Regions from separate parts of the Triticum aestivum genome. Here region 1 is linked to region 2. Evidence: chromatin contacts called from public Hi-C data. All regions are on one chromosome and are shown on one strand. Each heading gives the region's core, a stretch centred on a gene start, on an enhancer-like site or on the middle of the called end of the contact. The rest is flanking DNA. Distances are from core to core; before and after follow the strand shown.

What was found. A called contact is a pair of places that touch in the nucleus more often than the background predicts.
Region 1: a Hi-C map of leaf shows a contact between it and region 2, with 6 times the contacts expected there. The contact joins the promoter of LOC123116456 here to the promoter of LOC123112518 in region 2. A contact is called at or near these places in 1 of 5 Hi-C or Micro-C datasets (leaf) and 1 of 1 datasets of contacts at active chromatin or transcription factors (leaf).

Annotation. Positions count from the first base shown.
Region 1 is chr5B:466,237,615-466,241,204 of IWGSC CS RefSeq v2.1, forward strand. It overlaps LOC123116456, which reads left to right and starts at 2,066. Exons shown (of 1, transcript XM_044537408.1): 1 at 2,066-2,937. The coding sequence starts at 2,203. The coding sequence ends at 2,607.
Region 2 is chr5B:465,902,034-465,905,895 of IWGSC CS RefSeq v2.1, forward strand. It overlaps LOC123112518, which reads right to left and starts at 2,586. Exons shown (of 2, transcript XM_044533528.1): 1 at 2,152-2,586; 2 at 1,111-1,910. The coding sequence starts at 2,456. The coding sequence ends at 1,472.

The DNA.
Region 1 (3,590 bases), core at 816-3,315, 340 kb after region 2:
AAAGTTGGGGTCTATGTATTTGTGTCACGTTTGTAGCTGAACTTAAGTAAAATTTTACTTACATAGTAATAAATATTACTGTTATCACCACCAATTAAGAACAACTTAGAACACAACTATTAATATGCATGCCAGGCCACCCCACACTCTAGTTTCTCATAACAATGCATAAGCTACATGCCATTTTTCTACCTACGACCTTTTGACTTCCAAAGAAAAATGCAAATGTGAGATATCACAATATTAGTTTTGTCTGCGCGTATCTAGGCTCTAGGAATGCAATTTAATGCACGCTAGATAGAATAAGGCGTCATCCATTTTGGCCTGACGTTGCATGAATTTTCTTCCCATTTGTTACACTTGTCGACAAACTGTCTGCGAAAGCAAGGGGGCAATTCTAGGATTCGTTAGAGCTGGATATAGACATACCAACAATACGGATGGTAAGTAATGCTATAAAAAGCTGGGGTCAATTGTAAGGATATGTACATACATTTATTCCATGGTGTTGAGTGGGAATGAAGTATATCGATTTCGGTTATGTTAGCGAGTTAGGTTTTTTGTGTTTATGTCATCTTCGCAGCTGAACTTAAGTGAAAATTTCTCATGATATTACGTACTGGTTGTCATTGCCCGTTAAGAACATTTTAGAACATAGCAATTAATCCCTGCAAGTGAGGCCATCCTAGTTTGCCACACCAAATGTTCATGCTACTCTAACCTTTCAACTTCCAAGGCCCTGTTTGTTTGGGCTTTTGCTTCTGCTTTTGTCACCTTTTCACTTTGTTCAAAAAGCCATAAAAGCTCCTAAAATAAGTGCTTTTGGAGTTTTTATGGCTTTTGGAGTCAAATGCTGTTATATTGATTCATCAAAAGCCATAAAAGCTTCAAAATCACCTAATTAGGAGCTTTTATGACTTATTGGTTAAAGTGAAAAAGCTGCAAAAGCAAAAGCCCAAACAAATAGGTTCCAAAAAGGAATTGCAATGTTCTCCCAATATTAATAGTTTTTCCACCACATATATCTAGGAGCTAGACACAAAATTTAGTGCAGACTAGATAGGATATGGCTTCATCCAGTTTCGTCGGGCATTACTGAAAATTTATTGGTTGCTTGTTACATGCGCTAAAACACTATCAGAAATAGCGCCGCGGGGGGGGGGGGGGGGAGTACTTACATGGATTCTTGGAGTTCCATACATGCATATCAAATGTGTAGATGTTGTGTCATGGTAGTAATAGTTGGGGTGCATTATATAGATATATATTGTGGTATGAAGAAGTAACCAAGGTTGTGAGTGGGCACGTCCTGAACGCAGGGGCATCAACACCCACTTTTGAAAAAAAATGCATTTTAAGCATGTTTTAAAATGTCAAAAAATATAAAAGAAAATTTCATGCATACATGTTCACAAATGTGTGTGCGCGACACAAAGTTTTGTGAAAATGCCTTTTTGGTTTGCCTTCGCAAAAAAGAGAAATTCCAGTGCTTCTAAATAGCGTTTACGACATAATTTTTTGTCTTTTTTGCACAGGCCACAAAAAAGTGATTTTTCCGTGAAACTTTATGCACGCACATAAAACATGAAGACGTACCCGTGCAACTTTTTTCAGATTTTTTTTGCATTTAGAAATGTGTTTTTCAAAGTGGGTTCATATGTACCCGGGTTCATCCATGCACTTCTTCCGAGGTTGTGCTCTATTTTACGACACTCACAGAATTCCTATTGATTCATATCTTCTTAGAAAGAGTTATTCAACTTTGATACCAATTGCATGATTCAAGTGTGATATGTGACATTGCAAATCAAGGAGGTCCTCAGAATTGAAGGTTCCATTTGCAAAATGCATAAAAGTCTTGCCTCCTCCTCCGACTTAAGTAAAATTCACTCAATGTAATAAACAGCACCACTCGCTGTCAGCAGTTAGTAGGGACATAACTCATGGCAAACTAAACCCCCAAAAAGTTTGCAATTACACCCTTCATAAATGCCTTTCTTTTCTTTCGCCTCCCTGTCTCCCTCCTCTATTCGGTGCCGCTACTATTTAACCCCTTGGCGCTACAGGCCTACAGCCCCAACCTCTCTCTCTCTTTCCTCGCTTCTGTTTTTTACCCACCTCCTGCACCCACCAGGGAACAAGAATTCGATCCCATTCCACCCACTCGCGCCGCGAATTTCACCGCCGATCCGGCCGACAGCAATGGCCTCCTCCGCCGACGAGTCCCTGCCGTCGCTGCCGCCGATCAAGACGGCGCCTTCGCGGCCCTCCGACGCCGCCTCGGCCTCTCCGTCGCCGGCGTCGTCCACGCAGGAGTCGGCGGCAGCGGAGGACAAGACGACGAAGGCTGCAGCGGCGGAGCAGGAGGAGAAGGCTCCGTCGACGCCGACGTCGAAGGAGTGCAGGATCCTGCTGCCCGAGGAGTGCCCAGCGGCGCCGCGCAAGCCGCCGGTGCCCCGGCTTCCGGCGCTGAAGCGGAAGTCGCGGCCGACGCTGACGGCGACGACGACGGCACGGGTGTGCCTCACCGTCCCGCGGGACCTCTCCACCGTGTTCCGGTCGATGCCCATGCCCGTGCCCGCCGAGAAGCGGATCCGGGCGTCGTGATGGTGATGCTGCGATCTGGTCGACGCCCATGCCCACCCCGGTTCGGTCGATTGATCTCCTGGAGAATTCTCACAGTCTGCTTGCTTCTCTCCTCCTCTCCTCTCCTGGGTTCGTGGCCATGGTAAATTATGAGTTTGGTCTCATCATATACATAAATAAGGTGTTGTTCTTTGTAGCATGTGTGCTTCCTTCTGCCATGGCTATGTGAAATTCTCATGCAAGCTGTATAATAAGGTAGGTTGTTAATTACGGGCGGAAGAAGGTTGTAAGAAAATTCAGAGAGATCCTGGTAATTAATTAATTAATTATGATAGCCAGTAGTATCAGAAATTCAGAATTGTGCAATTATCTTCATTCCCCTTATGTCAGCCAGAATCCTCTTGTTGTCAATCGATCGGCGCTCAGAACATCCATGGCGGATGCGGCCGGCTGCCTGCTGCAGCTGCATGAAGGACGAGACGAGGCGACTAATCAATTCGGGTGGATAGATCCACCGTTCTCGCTAATTAATTCGGATGCCATGTCCGGTAATCCATGGAGATTTGGGTGCGGCGGGCGTGCTTTCTGGTGGTGCCGCCGTCCGGCCCGACGCCGAGAGAGAAGAGACACGGAGAATCTTCCATGCTAATCGGGACATGACACAGCTTCCTTCCCCCTCTCCTTTTCTCTTCTCCGGCCGGTCCAGTGGTGAATTATTTTCTCTTCTGAAGATCTTCATTTGTCTCTACCGTAACAGCCTGCGCGTACTGCGCAGTGCGCGCCTCCAAAATCCGGCAGTCTTAATTTGTCCCTACCGCAACAGTGTACGTAGTATGCTCCAAATTCTACTGTGCAGCTGGTTCATCCACACCACACGCACAGATAACAAAGATCCATTCGGTTGTTGTTGGTCTCTGGTTCTCTGCGCGTCTGAGTGAATGAAGTTGCCGGTGGAGTATATGACAAGTGAAATAAATCCAGAGCTTCCAGTCGATCGTAGGAAC
Region 2 (3,862 bases), core at 1,336-3,835:
GCCAGCTAGTACCATTGGTGCTGGAGGTGGGCTCGGTTGCAGAGGCAGAGGCAGCAGAGCAGCGCCAACCCAACCACCAAAGGCATTGAAACCTCCAAGCAACGCCTAGACGCAAGGAAGAAACGAAAAACTTCTCATCAAACCCGTACCAGCACGGCATATTTTTCCCCGATCGATGTCCATCCTTCCATCGCCCCGCAACGCCGCAACAGGATAAGATCACATCGCACATGCACAGTCATCATATCATATCCTATCCCTTCTCCCACCCCCACACCTAACTTATCCATTATCTAATCACGCCTGAGACCATTAGCATTAACGCATCGATTACTACAACTGCTCCTAACGCATCGATTACTACAACAGGATAAGATCACATCGCACAAACAGTAAACATATGCTTCCCTTCGTCTCCTCTCCTTCTTCACCTTCTTCTTCAGACTTGTCGCCGAGAGAAACCAAAATCCCGGAGAAAAGAATGGTTGAGGTGAGCCATCACAAGACAAGCCCAGCTCGTGCGACGCACCGACGGTGCTGTATGAAAACAATACGAGAGCAAGGTTAAAAACTTCAGATGCCAAATGGGACCTTGTCGCCGTGATTGTGATCCGTGATTTACTTGATTTATTACTACTGCTACGTTTCACCCACTTCTCTTCTCCCAGGCCAAGAGAGACAAGCGGAACAAGCCCCGGAATAATGAATGGATCCACGTCGTGTTGGGGGTAAAGCAAGCGGCTTGTTTATTTACGCGGCGACCCGTTTCTGTTCTTGCCGCCCGTTCGGCGCAAACATGGGGCGTAACTTTCCTTAGAAAAAACGGAACAGAAACTGCCGCCGTGGTGACAGATCTACGCACCACGCAGATTGCTGGGGAAAGAAGCGTACCCATGGATCTGCCTTTCTAGGCACAAAGTTTACTACCGGTACCTGCAAAAGCGCCATCTTTCTTTCTTTCTTCTTGGGATTGATTTAGGCTGTCTGATTCTTCCTCGTTGGTGGCCATTTCAAGGCACATTTCGTCCCTTCCCACCACAAGGCAAAAGCATGGCTTAAGGGCGACCTACCCACTTGGTGGTAGAGCACAATCATGGCGGGGATCCCCTATCCAGCAAATCAAATTGCATCAACAAATTGTATATATATGTTTGTACAGGACGAAAGGATCAGGAGCGATGCCATTAATTAACTAACTAATCTTATCTCGAGGATCGTTCATCATTAGTTAATGATGGCCGGGGTGTTGGATCAGTTCGGTGAACTCAGTTCACCGGAGCAGTTCATACATGTCTGCGTACATGAGGTGAGCGAGGTCAACGGGATCCAGGACATGGATACAAGAACACAACGAATTTAGCTTAGACACTTACACATGCTCTTGCGATTGCTTACTTATATATAATTAAGGAGTAAGTAGTAGTGACAGATCTATGGGACACAAGAGAGATCAATGGCTGCGAATTCGCAGCTACTGATTATAACTAGCATCACCGCCGTTTCGAAGATCTGACAGTGAATACGATCTCGGCGACCTGAAGCTGCCGCCCCTCCTCGCCGCCGATGCGCCGGTCTGGGTGTTCACGCTGAGCCGAGGGGGCGGCAATGCCGGCGCCTCCCACCCGTTCTTGCCGCGGTGCTGCTCGTCGGAGCCGGAGTCGGAGTCGTCGTCTTCCTCGCCTTCGTCGCCCTCGGGGAGGGCGTGGTCGGGGGCGAGGAGCGGGGGCAGGTAGGTGGCCGTGGCCAGCGAGCTGCAGGAGGCGCGGCGCGACCAGGTGGCCAGAATGCGGCGGCGCTTGTTGAAGGGGTTCTCCGGCTTGGCGAGCTCCTTCACGGCGTCCCGCGCCGCCGCCTCCGCGAGGCTGGTGAAGGACTTGGACTTGCCGGCGTAGAAGCTTGACAGCCCGTTCCTGAAAAATCGCCAAGAAAACGAAGGATCAATTTTCCATACCCCTCTCTTCCTCGCTCGATCAAATCAATTGCAATTGAGGAACCGATGATAACTTGTGATCTCTAAATACGATGAAACATCATACTAATTTCCTACTCGCGCTTTTGCAAATGGATCAAAGAATCCCCAAAAAAGATCTTCTTTTTTTCCTCATTTTGGGCAAGCAAAAGGAAGCATATTCAGAGAAGCATTTGACTCACTTGATGGGCAAGGAGTCCTCCAGGGCGTCCAGGCACCCGAGCCCGGGCTCCTCCTTGAGCTTGCTCTCCACCTCCTCGTCTTCCCCTTCGCCACCAACCTCCGACGAGGAGTCCTCCCCGATGGAAGAGCTCGACGGCGACGGCGCCCCGATGGAGGAGCTCTCCGTCAGCACCTCCTCCGCCTCCTCTTCCTCCTCCTCCTCGATGAAGAACCCGTCGCTCATCTTCTTGCCGAGCAGCTCATCCCCCTTGGCCCTCCCCGATCCAGGGAACCCGCCGAAGGGCCGCGCCACCGCCGTCGACATGTCGGATGTGTCCGTCCAGGAACAAGGACAACACCAACTCAGCAGCAACTTGTGTAAGAGAGAGAGAGAGAGAGAGAGAGAGGGAGGAAAGAGGAAGAAATGGGTGATGGGATAAGATAAGAGCAACGACAGGAGAGGAGTTGGGTAGGCGGGGTCTTTGTAGGCTCACGGCATGGGCGCCCACCAGGGCCAGGATCCTCTATGGCCTATAACCCAATGCACCACACTACTGCCTAAAGTGTGTGGTACACAAACCCCTTTTCTTCTTCCTTTTTTTTAGGGGAACATGAACCCCCTTCCAGATGCCTCTAGAACTATTCGACTTCAGTGTCGAACAAACATCCGCTTGAGTGTAAGAACCAGCCGATACCCTGGAATCAGGGATGGTTCTGTCGCCTTGTAGTACTAATTTGCCCGTGTTGTATGGTGTGTCGGTGGGGTTTAAGGGTACGTGTAAGTCGGATTTTTTTGGTATCGGCTACTTTAATTTGGTATTATCCCTCTCAATAAACCTCTCGAACGTTTAGAACATCCACGCCAACGAACACCTGCAAGAGTGTGAGAACATGGCGATAACCTGGAGCGATGGGTTGGTTTCGTGAGTTAATGATCATAACCTTTTACTAATTTGTCATGTTTCATCTTTTGTCGGTGGGTTTAGGGTTGCGTGTACGTCCAAAAACCTATGGCGTCGTCAACTCTAATTTGGTATTATCTCTCTCAAGAAACCCGTCGAACAATTTAAACTCCCACGCGCGACAAACATCTGCCAGAGTGTGAGAACATGTCCATAACCTAGAGCGAGTGGCGTTCCATTAGTGTCCATGTTATATCATTCGTCGATAGGCTTTAGGGTTACATGTACGTCTGAAAACCTATGGAGTCCTCAACTTTAATTTGGTATCATCTCTCTAAAGAAACCTCTCGACTGATTTGAACTCTCACACGAGCGAGGGATGTTTTGTTAGTTAATCATGACCTTTTACTAATATGTCCATGTTATATCATTCGGTAGGATTTAGGGTTACGTGTACGTCCGAAAACCTATGGTGTCGTGAACTTTAATTTGGTATTATCTCTCTAAAGAAACCACTCGAACGAGTCGAACTCCCGCGACAACAAACATCCACTAGAGTGCGAGAACATGGATAACCTAGAGTGAGGGATGTTTCGTTAGTTAATCATCACCTTTTACTAATATGTCCATGTTATATCATTTGTCGGTAGGGTTTAGGGTTACATGTACGTCCAGAAAACTATGACATCGACAACTTTAATTTGGTATTGTCTCTCTAAAGAAACCTCTACAACGATTCAAACTCCCACGATAACAAACATCTGCTAGAGTGTGAGAACATGCAGATAACCTAGAGCGAGGGATGGTTCAATGAGTTAATCATGACCTT